Linked DNA regions of Sus scrofa: all the other regions are linked to region 2. A link is a contact called in public promoter capture Hi-C data. All regions are on one chromosome and are shown on one strand. The core of a region is the stretch at or near the end of the contact, and the rest is flanking DNA. Distances in the headings are between cores, read along the strand shown.

Region 1 (4,406 bases), core at 1,609-4,108, 64 kb after region 2:
AAAAGAAAAAAAAAAAAAAATCAAGTTGGTGAATCCTGATCAGCACTTTTTTTTTCTTTTTAGGGCCGCACCCACGGCATATGGAGGTTCCCAGGCCAGGAATCTAATTGGAGCTACAGCTGCCAGCCTACGCCACAGCCACAGCAACATCTGACCTACACCACAGCTCATGGCAACACCAGATCCTTAACCCACTGAGCGAGGTCAGGGATCGAACCCATAACCGCATGGTTCCTAGTCGGATTCATTTCCACTGTGCCACGACGGGATCTCTGTGATCAGCAAATTTTTAATGAATTAAAATAGGAGTTCCCATTGTGGTTCAGTGGGTTAAGAACCTGACATAGTGTCCGTGAGGATGCAGGTTCGATCCCTGGCCTTGAGTGGGCTAAAGATCTTATGTTGCTGAAAGCCGAGGTATAGGTCACACAGGCGGCTTGGATCTGGCACTGCTATGCTGTGATGCAGGCCAGCAGTTGCAGCTCCTATTCAACCCCTAGCCCAGGAACTTCCATATGCCACAGGAGTGGCCATAAAAAGAAAAAAAAAATAGATGAGAAATGATCAGAGAATACATACATAGCACTGCAGTATGTAGCGTGTGTGTGTAGTGTGAGTAGTATACACATTTGTTGTGTAGTGTATGAATATGTGAGTATAACAATGTGTTTCCTACAGTGGATCCTAGTTAATTAAAAAAAAAAAAGTTTGGAGCTACAGCCCTAGAGAAAGTTTCACTGTTGTTTAATGGAGAATGTCCACAACAGCAATGTTTGTAGTAAAAGACATACACAAATAAGAAACGATTCCAGTATTCCTCAACATGACCATGAAAAATTGTGAATAATCATACAGTGCAATTATTATATCACAGTTAAAATGATTGCATCAGAGCTACATGTAAGAATATGAATACCAGAGTTCCTGTCGTGGCTTGGTGGTTAACGAATCCAACTAGGAACCATGAGGTTGCAGGTTCGATCCTTGGCCTTGCTCAGTGGGTTAAGGATCCGGCCTTGCCGTGAGCTGTGGTGTAGGTTGCAGACTCAGCTCAGATCCCGCGTTGCTGTGGCTCTGGCATAGGCTGGTGGCTACAGCTCCGATTCGACCCCTAGCCTGGGAACCTCCATATGCCACAGAAGCAGCCCTAGAAATGGCAAAAAAAAAAAAAAAAAAAGAATGTGAATACCACTCAATAAAGATGTTAAGCATAAAAACAAGTAGCAAAATGATACATTCACTGTAATATTTTATAATATAAAGTTTAAAAGCATGCAAAACTATAATTGTTTCCAGATATAGACATTGTATAAAGCATCATAGTAGGCATGGGGTTGATAAGTACCAAAGTCAGCAAGATGGTGACTTCCAACAAGAGAAGGAGGGAAATGCCACAGGAAGAGATACATCAGGCTCTTCAGCTGTACATGTGATGTTTGTTTCTTAACCTGTGGGAAGTGATATTACTACTTTTTTTTTTTTTTTTTTTTTTTAGGGCCGTACTGGTGGCATACGGAGGTTCCCAGACTAGGGGCTGAATCGGATCTGCAGCTGCCGGGCTACACCACAGCCACAGCCATGCTTAATCCTTAATCCACTGAGCGAGGCCAGGGAGCGAACCCACTTCTTCATGAATCCTTGTCGGGCTTGTTAACTGCTGAGCCACCATGGGAACTCCAAGTTATATTATTCTTGACTTTTCTGAATATTTCTTATTTTTTATATTTTCTTCCCACAAAGGGGGAGGGAAGTGAAGTTTAACAGACTTGGGTTTCAGTTGTCCCTGCCACTTTCCTTAATTTCTCCAAGCCTCTGCATCTGTAAGAGGATATCATAATAATAAATATCCTGTTTCATAATCAATTAAGTGAACTACTGTGGATATCAGTGCTGCACAAAGTGTGAAGTGCTATAGCAGTGTAAGCGGTTAATTGTGCACCGATGCTCCACAAATTCCAGCTATTACTGGAAACTCTTGGTGTTCCTTTGTTACATACTCTCATAGGAACTTGTCCCTTTCCTTCAGGGACACTTCCCCTAGTTTGCAATTATAAGTCCAGGATCGCTTTATATTACCATCAATCCACACTCCATGGCATTGGGTCCAGCACTGGTCTTGGCACATTTTGTTATTCTAAGGTGTTTGTTGGTTTGTTTTGCTTTTTAGGGCTGCACTCCTGACATATGGAAGTTCCCAGGCTAGGAGCTGAATCAGAACTACAGCTGCTGGCCTACACCACAGCCACAGCAACGTCATATTCCAGCTGAGTCTGTGACCTACACCATAGCTCATCCCAACACCGGATTCTTAACCCACTTAGCAAGGCCAGGGATCAAACCGGCATCCTCACGGATACTAGTAAAATTCGTTTCCGCTGTGCCACAATGGGAACTCCACATTTTGCTTTTCTTATCTGAAATAGTGGTTACCTGTACAAAGTAAGAATGAGAAGCAAGGTGGGAAAAAAGGGCTTTTATTTTGTCCTCAGTTTCTACCCTCTTTGCTCTTTTACCTTGTACCTGTAATAGTGACAAACTAGTTCAATTTTTAATTAAAATAATGATTAAATCGGCATATCAATTTCATCCCTCGAGGTAACATTTTAATACAGGACGTAGCAGGAAATAGGAGCAGGCAAAGCCTGGGAGGGAAGGCGGCGGCGTATCTAACGGTTTAAGAACGGCCGGCGGCGCCGTTAGGAGGCGCTTGCGAGGCCGCCGCAGAAATTCCCGCCCTCCCGCTACATGCCCCAGTAACCCCGGCGCGCCGGCGACCGAGAGTAACCTCGCGGTCGGGTGACGGCACCCCCCCGCCCCGACTCTCGCCTGCTCCGTCTCAGCCAATAGGGAGGCAGTGCACGAGCCGGCCGGACACCAGCACGCCCCGACTCCTCCCCTGAGCTGCTGGAACTGAGTTGTACAGGCGCTGCTTCAGACTTTTCCAATCGCAGGTCTGGTTCCCTGTACCAAGCCCCGCCCCCGGCCTGCCCCGCGTTCATTCTGGCCAGAGTCACCTTTGCCTTACAACCGCTCAGCCCCGCCCCCTGCCTACCTTGCTGCGTGAGGCCCCGCCCCCTTCCCGGGCCGGCCAATGATCGGCTGAGTCTGAAGCCGCTGGGCGGGCCCACAGCCAATGCGCACGCCGTGGGCGGGCTCCGGGCCGGAATTGGGGGTGAAGCTCCAGCGTTGTGCCCACATTCGGGGCGCGCGGAGCCGAGGGGTCCCTGGGGGGCGCCCGGAGCTAAGATGGCGTCCGCAGCCGAGGGGGACGTGGGAGCGGTGGTGGAGCTGGCAGGAGTGCTGCGGTGGGTTCTCCAGGAGCTGAGCCTTAACAAGTTGGCGACGTCCCTGGGCGCGTCAGAACAGGCGCTGCGGCTCATCCTCTCCATCTTCCTAGGTAAGGACCCCTCGCGGAGTCCCCGGGGAACCGGGGCGTGACCTCCCCCTCTTCCCGGCCCCACCGGGAGGGCTGTGTGGGGTGCGAATGTGAATCCTAGAACACACCAACCAGCTCTGGAGAGGGATACAAGTCTAGTCTCGAGTCTGGGGGCGCTGTGCCCTCTGAACCTCTTCACCTTTCCCTTCGACCCCTACTGTACCCTTCTGGCCCCTCATTTGGCGCCACCACCCTCTCATCCTGCCATGCTCTATCCGGTGTCCCCACGACCTGTCCTTATTTGTCTCTCTTGAGTTCTACTCTCTGTCCATGTGTACTGCTGGTATTAATATCAACCCTCTCACACGCGCGCTTCTTATTGGCAGGTATAGGCCCCCTAACTTAGCTATTTTAGTCCTAAGGGCCCCCTCAGCCCCACGCTCCATACTTGCACATTCTGAATCTCTATTTTGTGCATTGCCAGCTTGTATTACACTTTCCTCTTTTTGTCCAGTTTCTCGTGTTTTCTTCTTATACCATATTGCTTTTTCTTTTCCTTAACCACCCACCTGTCATTTACCCTGGAATATCATTTTAGTACTGGGCTTGGGAAACAGGACTGGCAACCCCTTAAAAACTATCCATGCTACCCCAAGCGGTTGTTATCCACGTGGTTCAAAGGATGTGGTATATCTGAATTTATGTCACAACAGACTGTGTTATACCTGGTTTATAGGCTTTTTTATTGCATTCTTCCTCCATGGTTTTTTTAATACAAGGAAGCAGCATGACAATGAGGGGGGAAAAAAGTGTGTAGACTTAGAAGGCAAACGAATCAGATCCAGCCTTGCTGCTGCTTACAAACTGTGGGACCCCGGGCCAACCACATAACCTGTCTGAGTCTCAGTGTTCTTATTTATGAAATGAGGACAATAATGCCTATCTGATAGGATTGCTGTAAAGTCTTGTAGGAATTCAAAAGTTAGGAGCTGATTTGTCAATATTTGAGTAGTTGGAAGATTTTATGAAG
Region 2 (4,179 bases), core at 1,432-3,931:
TCCATGAGGACACAGCCTCAATAACCCACTGGCCTCGCTCAGTGGGTTAAGGATCCAGCTTTGCCGTGACCAGCAGTGTAGGTGGCAGACGAGGCTTGGATCCTGAGTTGCTGTGGCTGTGGCGTAGGCTGGCAGCTGCAGCTCCAATTCGACCCCTAACCTGGGAACCTCCATGTACCACAGGTGCAGCCCTGAAAAGCAAAAGCAAAAATAAAACAAATGCCTGAGCAACTTCACATGACCGTTTCTTCTCTCTGTCTTTGGTATAAGTCAAGGGTCCAACGCAAAATGAAAGTTGAGGTTATTTTGTGCAGTTGAGCAGAGTGGAGACGGGGCGGGATTGAGCTAACAGGGTCCAGGCTTGTCGGTTTACAGTCAGGTCACATGGTACCAGGACAGAGCTCAGAATCCCTAGGACGGATGGGAGAGCTTCCTCCAGGATTTACCTTCTTGGACCATCTCCTCTTCACCTGTACATCTGCCATCCTGCCCCCGTGGTAAACACATGACACAGACACACTGCTAATGTGTGTATACTAATGTGCAATTTGCTGGACAAGATTCTCCTTCTTTCTTGCCCCCCGATCTGGTCCTTATCCTTCTCCCCTCTCTTTTGTCCTTCTTCACCTGACAAAGCTACAGGTCACGTCATGGCTCAGCCCTGCCAGCGGATTCACTCCTCAGCCCTGACATATCAGCCTGCTGGGGGAACCCTCCAACCTGGCTTGACACTGCCTCTTTCACATGCCAGCTCTTAAACTCCATTCCGTGATGACCTGGTCACTGCCAAATGGGGAGCTGCCGCATCTTCATGAGCCCACTGCTGGGGAAAGTGCCTGGCACAAGAAATGGGCAGCTACAAGTGGATAAGTGAGCCGGTGGGTGGGTGAAGAGATGGAGGGATTAGTCTAGTAGGGGAAACAAGCAGGAGTGACTACGAGGCCTGAGAATTCAGGAGCCTGTTCTGCCATCTGAGCCTCCCTGTGGAACACAACACCATAGGGTATCTGAGCCGGGCAGAGCTGAAGAAAGACTTCCCCAAAGAGCAATCTCTCTCTCTCTCTCTCTCTCTCTCTCTTTTTATTATTTATTTATTTATTTTTTGCTGCCCCTGCAGCATGCAGAAATTCCCTTGCCAGGGATCGAACCCGAGCCACAGCAGCGACCCCAACTGCAACAGTAACAACCCTGGATCCTTAACCCCCTGTACCACCAGGGAACTCCAGAGCAAACTTTTAAAACAGAACACAATGGCCTGGAGGTCAGGCGAGACAAGGGCCCTTCCTCCTCTGGTGGGCCTGGCTTCCTCTCAGAAAGACCGAGTCTGTCTCCGCCCACAGCCACACTGTTTGCCAAGCCCTTAGGCAGCTGCAACCCTTAGAGGTTCGAACTCTTGACCAGAGGCTGAAGAAAAAAGGATGTCTCAGACTTCCCATAGTGGCTCAGTGGTTAACGAACCCTACTGGTATCCACGAGGATGCAGGTTTGATCTCTGGCCTTGCTCAGTGGGTTAAGGATCTGGCATTGCCATGAGCTGTGGTGTAGGTCATAGATTCGGCTCAGATCCCAACTTGCTGTGGCTGTGGTGTAGGCTGGCAGCTGCAGCTCCAACTTGACCCCTAGCCTGGGAAACTCCATGTGCCACAGGTTCAGCCCTAAAAACCAAAAGGCAAAAAAAAAAAAAAAAAAAAAAAGATGTCTCTATCCCCTCCTTAGACAAGTTCATGGGCAGCCATGAGTGCATTTTTCTCTTTAATTTTTAATTTTTTTATTTTTATTTTTTCGTCTTTTTAGGGCCACACCCATGGCATGTGGAGGTTCCCAGGCTAGGGATAAAATCGGAGCCACATAGCTGCTGGCCTTAGCATCACCGGATCCAAGCTGCATCTGCAACATGCTGAAGCTTGCAAGAATGCTAGATCCTTAACTCACTGAGCAAGAGCAGGAATCAAACCTGCATCCTCATGGATACTAGTAGGGGTCCTTTGTTTGTTTTGTTTTGTTTTGTTTGTTTGTTTGTTTGTTTGTTTGTTTTTGAAGAAGACAAACTTGTTTATAAATTCCTGCAGTGATCTTGGGCTGAAGTTTCCAGTAAGGCGAGGACCATAGACCCAACAATGAAGAAAGATGCAGGTACAAGACCTAGTCGGGTTCTTAACCCACTGAGCCACAACGGGAACTCCAGGCCTGAGTGCACTGAGGTGGAGAGGAAAGGTCTTAACACAGACTCCAGTGCTGCTTTGGGGTCCCAGCGACCCCTGTTCTGTGTCACTGAGGAGTGAAGGAGATCAAGATCCCAGGGCAACCAAGCTTCATTCCACTGTGCCCTCCTGCACTGCCCAGCTCTCAGCCTTATTCCTGTCGCATCATCCTGGGCATTGAAAGCCTGGCCATGCCTGGACCATAGCAGCTGGTTAGCTGGGTAACTTGGGCAGGAAGCACAGGGTTAAAGGAGAAGGGCGGTCCAGGAAAGAGAGTCCCTCTCAACTGCAATTTCCACTGGGTAGGAACCCCCGAAACAGAGCAGCAGTGCCTAGAGAGGTGAAGAAAGGTGAAACTCCCATCAGATGTGGAAGTGAAAGTCTGGGCCTCCCACCAAAGGCTTTCCAGTCCCTTAAAACTGCAGACCCATCTCTAGCCCTTCCCCACATGGCCAGCAGGTGGCAGCACCATCAGGGATTTCAAAACCAAAACTAAATCAAATTGGAAACAGACTTTTTTTTTTTGGTTTTGTTTATGCAAATAGTTAGTTCCTTACAACATTTCTCCCGGAATGGTCCCCCCCCTTCCCCCTCCACGGTCATTCCCTCCCCCTTCTCTCCTCTGCATGACTGCGCTCTCCCTGGACACAGAGTGGATGAAGCCGCTGCAGGAGAACCAGGGATCCCCAGAGAGGCCTTGAGAAATGTGAGTAAGGTTGATGGGGACCAAGGAGGGAGGGAGAAGCCAGAGCGGAGAACCCCGGGCACGGGAGGTTTATTCCTGCTCTCAAATTCATTCAGGGAGGTGGGAACACCCTTCCCTTCCCCATATACCTTATCCGTTCCGATGCACACACGCGTGCACACAGTCCAACACGTACCCCCCATCCCTCCTCCTGGGGATGAAAGGAGACCCCAGACCTAGAAAGTGATGTCCAGTGCCTTCCTCCTCCAGCTCATAGGGAACAGTGAGATGGACGGAACCCACTCTGCCCCAGAAGGGGGTCCTGTGCCCCCAACGCCTCCTTCCATAGGTGGTTTCTCCCAGAGGCCTTTGCTGAACCTTTGGAAGCCCTTTCAGGGAGCCATGACGGGAAACCCTCACCCTCAATTAACTGGTCCCAAGCCAGCCCTATTCCAGGAAGGGGAGGGGAGGGGAGGGGAGGGATGGGTCAAGGCAGGGGAGGAGGATGAGGAGAGAGGTGGAGGGAGTGAGATGACCTCTGGACTGGACGCTGCTCTGGGGAGGAACAGCCAGGGCAGCAGCTGACCAGCCTCCCCAATCCACCCTCCCCACCCAGAACATGTCGGTGAGGTCTAGCCTGGACAGAGAGGAAAATGACCATCCCATCCCCCCCTGCGACCACTGCCCAGGTAGCAAGGGCACTTGCTGCACCCCTCCAGCCCTATAGACACCATTTTTCTTTTTGGCAGGTGGCTCGTATACCTCCTGGTGCCAGGCCTGTTCTACAGCTTGGGGGGCACCACGCCCCTCCCTCAGAAGCTCTTTGGGGAGGTGACATCCCCTCGGTACCCCAAGCCTTACCCCAACAACTTTGAGACAACCACTGTCATCACAGTCCCCACGGGATACAGGGTGAAGCTGGTCTTCTGGCAGTTTGACCTGGAGCCTTCGGAAGGCTGTTTCTATGACTATGTCAAGGTAGGGGGTCCGGTCAGGAGGGCAGAGAGAGAGTTGGGGGTCTCTGGAAGCTGGGGACTTGTGCTCCAACCCCCCTGGACACACTCCCCACCTGGGGACACAGCCCCAAGTCTGTAAAAGCTGAGAGTCACGTGGAGTTCTGAGTGTCAAGCGATGCCACGGATGGGCATCCACTGGTTTAGAGACTCTCGGTGGGCACTGAGGGGAGAAACACAGAGGGAAGGAACCAACCCCAGCCTCAGGAAATATCCTGTCTACAGGAGTCAGAAACACCTGCCCCATCTGCTTACTCGCGTGTGGGAGTCTTTGGGAAAC
Region 3 (4,318 bases), core at 684-3,183, 36 kb after region 2:
CTTTGGCTCTGAGATGTCCTGACTCCATTTTACCCTGGAGACTAGGTGTAGACACGCAGAGAATCTGAATGTTTGTTTGCCATACATTAAATGGGTTTGAATACTCTACATTCCTTCTATGAGTCTCTGCAAGTTATTTAACTTTCTTAGTCCTGACTTGCCTTATCTTTAAGCGGAGATAACACCCACTATAAGAGTTGAGGTGAAGGCGTTTCCATCATGGTGCAGTGGAAAGCAATCCAACTAGGAACCATGAGGTTTCGGGTTGGATCCCTGGTCTCGCTCAGTGGGTTAAGGACCTGGCATTGCCGTGAGCTGTGGTGTAGGTCGCAGAGGTGGCTCGGATCCTGCGTTGCTGTGGCTGTGCACAGGCCAGCCGCCGTAGCTCCTATTCAACCCCTAGCCTGGGAACCACCATCTGCCACAGGTGTGGCATTAAAAAGACCAAAAAAAGAAAGACAAAAGAAAAGAGTTGAGGTGAAGATTAAATTAATATAGGTAAAATTCCTAACACAGTGCCCAGTTCACAGTGGTTCTCAGTAAGTTCCTGTTTATTATCTATTTGTGCTGCTATCATCGTATCACCACCAAGATACGATTATGTGTTTGTATTTCACAAATGTGATTCATGGAGGGATCCAAGCCAACCCTTCATAAGAGTTATAAACAGAATCCTCACTCCTTGCATTGCTCAATGTTTGTCCTGTTTTCAATCTTGTAGCTGGATCAGTGAGGTACACGGAGAAGGAAGAGCCTTACCTACGGCAACGTAGTAGGCGGCAAACCCAGTGAAACGCTCCTCATTGGAGAAATCCGACGTAAAAATCACCTGGAGTTTGTTATACGGGACTTGGAACTCTTCCACCACTGCGGACTTGGGGTTCTTGCTGGTCTTCTGTCCACAGAGTTTCCCTTCTTCACGTCCTCCTGACTTTATCTAAGAGAAGAGTCAAAAAGAGGCTGGGAATGGATATTTTGGTAGGAAGGTCAGAGCAAAGGGGGAAAGATGAGACCATTTCCCACAGGAGGACTTTGTGACTCCAGCTCACTGCATACCAGGGGCACTCCTGCTGGCAACCTCTCCTTCCAGCCCCCAACCCCAGCCCCATCCTTTATGTGCTTATTAGAACATACCTGCACTGGAGTTCCCATCGTGGCTCAGTGGTTAATGAATCTGACTGGGAACCATGAGGTTGCAGGTTCAATCCCTGGCCTTGCTCAGTGGGTTAAGGATCCGGCCTTGCCGTGAGCTATGGTGTAGGTCGCAGACGCAGCTCGGATCCTGTGTTGCTGTGGCTCTGGCGTAGGCCAGTGGCTACAGCTCCAATTCGATCCCTAGCCTGGGAACCTCCATATGCTGCAGGAATGGCCCTAGAAATGGCAAAAAGACAAAAAAAAAAAAAAAAAAAAAAAAAAGAACATACCTGCACTGAGTCATATGCACAGTTCTCTGACAGCTCTATGTCCAGGTGGGTGAAGTAAAGGTGGATCCCGTACCCTTCAGGAACTTCTATATCCCAAGATTTCTCTACCTCATTGGGGTAAGCCTGAGGATAGTTGGGGGACAGGATCTCCCCATACATAGTCGGCTCGGCATCAACCCACGCCAAAAGGGAAAGTAGGACAATGCACCTGAAAAAAAAAAAAAAAAGACACATGGAGAGGTGGGTGATGCAGGTGCCAACGGACGAGTGCAGGGAGAAGGGAGGGGAAAGGAGAAGGGCACCAGCCCATAGAGGAGACGCTTGGGTGGGAATGAAGCCAAAAGGCCCCATTAAAGCAAAACCCAGGCTTCAGATCTGAACCATTTTCTTGAGAAGATGAAGGGAACTGAGTCTGTGTACATCCCTGTGGATTCCTGATCACTTACCACATCCCTGGCAATTTGTCCATCCCTGGTGAACAGCTCTTTTGGTCCTGGCTCTTGGCACCTCTGGACTTTGGAGCCAAAGAGGTGCCAGGCTGTGTATTTGTCCAACAAACACAGATACCTGCTGAAGCAGTGAAGGATCAGTGTCCCCTTGGCAAAAATAACACAGAGAGTAAACAGAAGGATATCACTAATCATTGCCCCTGACACCCATCCTCTCACATGCTCCCTGTTTCTAAATTTTGTTTGGTTTGGTTTAGTTTTTTTTGTGGTTTTTTTTTTTTTTTTTTAATGGCCTCACCCAAGGCATATGGAAGGTCCCAGGCCAGAGATGGAATCCAAGCTGCAGCCAAGACCTACACCACACCTGAAGCCACGCTGGATCCTTTAACCTACTGCACCGGGCCAGGATTGAAACCGCATCTCCACATCCACCTGAGCCACTGCAGTCAGATTCTTAACCCACTGCACCACAGCGGGAACTCCTTCCTGGTTCTAAATTGAAACTAAATCTTATCCCTCTCCTGTGGTTTCTCGGGACCTTCTCCCAAGTTTTCTCCAAAATGAGAAGTACTCTCTCTCGAGTTTTCCTCTTCCTCTGTTTTCCTTCCTCACCCCCAACTGTCCCCTCCAGCCCCAACCCTATCAGCCTCTCTCTTGCTCTCAGAGAACCATATCCCCATTTCTACTCAGGTGTTCAGGAGTCTTTCCCCCTCATGACCATCCTCCTAGGACGGGTCTCCCCTCTCCTTAACACTGGGCTCCCCCCTTGGAGTTCCCGTCATGGCTCAGTGGCAATGAACCTGACTGGTATCCATAAAGATGAGAATTCTATCCCTGGCCTTGCTCAGTGGGTTAAGGATCTGGCATTGCTGTGGCTGCAGTGTAGGCCGGTGGCTGCAGCTCTGATTCCAGCTGGACCCCTAGCCTGGAACCTTCCATATGCCATGAGTGCAGCCCTTAAAAAAAGCAAAGCAAAGCAAAAAAAAAAAAAAACACCCCCCCACCCCTTATCACTTCGAACTAGCTCTCTTGACTATGTTTATTAGTGCATGGATTTCTGTGGATGCCCCAAATGACCACTGATGGAGGAATGAGCTTCTTTTCCCAGGGAAAAACCTGGGGAGAAGTGGTCTTGAGACAAGCTTGGGTGGGGAAGAAGAAAAGGTACATCTGAATGACAGGAAACATAAAAAGAGAGGAAAAGTATTCCCTCAATTTCCCAGGTCATTTTTCCAAGTTTTGGTTTTTTTTTAACTTTACTAAAAAGACAAGGCATTTCCCCCACAGTTCCAAAAAGTCCTGCCAAATATGTTTCTAACCCTGAAAACAGTGATAGGTGGTGAGGTGACACTGGGGTGGAGAGAGTCAACCTGAGAAATAAGGGGTCTATATTCTGCCTTCTTTTTGTTCTGCTCTTTCCAGCCCTCCCTCTTTGCCCCAAACCTTCTTATATAAAGTTTTCTGCCTTCCTTTTTCCTCCATCAAAGCTCTGCTCTTCGATTTCAAGGTTTTTACCTTCAGAAGCTGATGGGAGCAAGCGGGTCAGTCCCCTCTCTCTTGCCAGTGGGCATGCCCGGCGACCCTGCCGGCCCCCAGGAAGAGCAGCACAGGGCCCAGGCACCCCCTCTGCAGGAACCTCCGCCGGCCTCCCTGGGCTGATTCTGTCCCTGTGATTCTCTACTCCAGTGTGCATGTCTGAAATTCCCTGATCCAAACAAGGAGGGGGCTGGGAGACCATGACTTAGGGAAAGGGGAGCTCAGCCTTGATCTTGGAGCTCCCTCTGCTTTTGAAACAAGAACTGCATATTCTCTCAAGCCTGAGATTCCTCTATCCCAGGCTGCTGGGGTTGAGAGGAGGAATCTGGGAATTTCACCGATTGCCTAACACTCTTTTTTAGCCAAAGGGTGTGCTGCAGAGTTTTTGGGGAAGTCAGGTGATTTGTAGGAAAAGGAAGGGATTAATACTGTGGGGAAAAGCGAAACCCAGAAAAGTCCAGCCCTCCAACTGCATAGGAATCACAAACGAAAGGAGAGCCGTTATCAGAGATGCAGGTCAGAGTTCCCGTCGTGGCTCAGCGGGTTAAGAACCCAACCAGTATCCATGACGATGCAGGTTCGATCCCTGGCCTCGCTCAGTGGGTTAAAGATCTGGCATTGCTATGAGCTGTGGTGTAGGCAGGCAGCAGCAGCTCTGATTCAACCCCTAGCCCAGGAACTTCCATATGCTGCAGGTGCAGCCCTAAAAAGCAAACGAAAGAAGGAAGGAAGGAAGGAAGGAAGGAAGGAAGGAAGGGGATAGAGAGAGAAAGAAAGAAAGAAATGCAAATCATCTCTGCCTTTAAAGCAAACGGAATGATTCGATAATGAATTATACCTAGACCCAAGCTGATATGGGATGATGCTTTTTTACTCTTGCTAAAATCCCTGCCACATCTCCCAACATCT

What was found. Promoter capture Hi-C pulls out the DNA fragments that hold promoters and counts their contacts.
Region 1: a contact with region 2 is called in a promoter capture Hi-C map of fetal liver, with 2.1 times the contacts expected there. The contact joins the promoter of LPCAT3 here to the promoter of C1R in region 2. A contact is called at or near these places in 2 of 5 promoter capture datasets (fetal liver and liver), 3 of 47 Hi-C or Micro-C datasets (heart right ventricle and liver) and 1 of 2 datasets of contacts at active chromatin or transcription factors (alveolar macrophages).
Region 3: a contact with region 2 is called in a promoter capture Hi-C map of liver, with 9 times the contacts expected there. The contact joins the promoter of C1S here to the promoter of C1R in region 2. A contact is called at or near these places in 2 of 5 promoter capture datasets (fetal liver and liver), 20 of 47 Hi-C or Micro-C datasets (alveolar macrophages, embryonic fibroblasts, epiblast stem cells and 10 more) and 1 of 2 datasets of contacts at active chromatin or transcription factors (skeletal muscle).

What each region holds. Positions count from the first base shown.
Region 1 is chr5:63,704,816-63,709,221 of Sscrofa11.1, forward strand. LPCAT3 (lysophospholipid acyltransferase 5) reads left to right here and starts at 2,859. Exons shown (of 13, transcript XM_003355593.5): 1 at 2,859-3,397. The coding sequence starts at 3,247.
Region 2 is chr5:63,641,416-63,645,594 of Sscrofa11.1, forward strand. It overlaps C1R (complement C1r subcomponent), which reads left to right and starts at 2,682. Exons shown (of 11, transcript XM_021092408.1): 1 at 2,682-2,907; 2 at 3,636-3,864. The coding sequence starts at 2,906.
Region 3 is chr5:63,677,792-63,682,109 of Sscrofa11.1, forward strand. C1S (complement component 1, s subcomponent) reads right to left here and starts at 1,934. Exons shown (of 11, transcript NM_001005349.1): 1 at 1,871-1,934; 2 at 1,425-1,632; 3 at 760-937. The coding sequence starts at 1,875.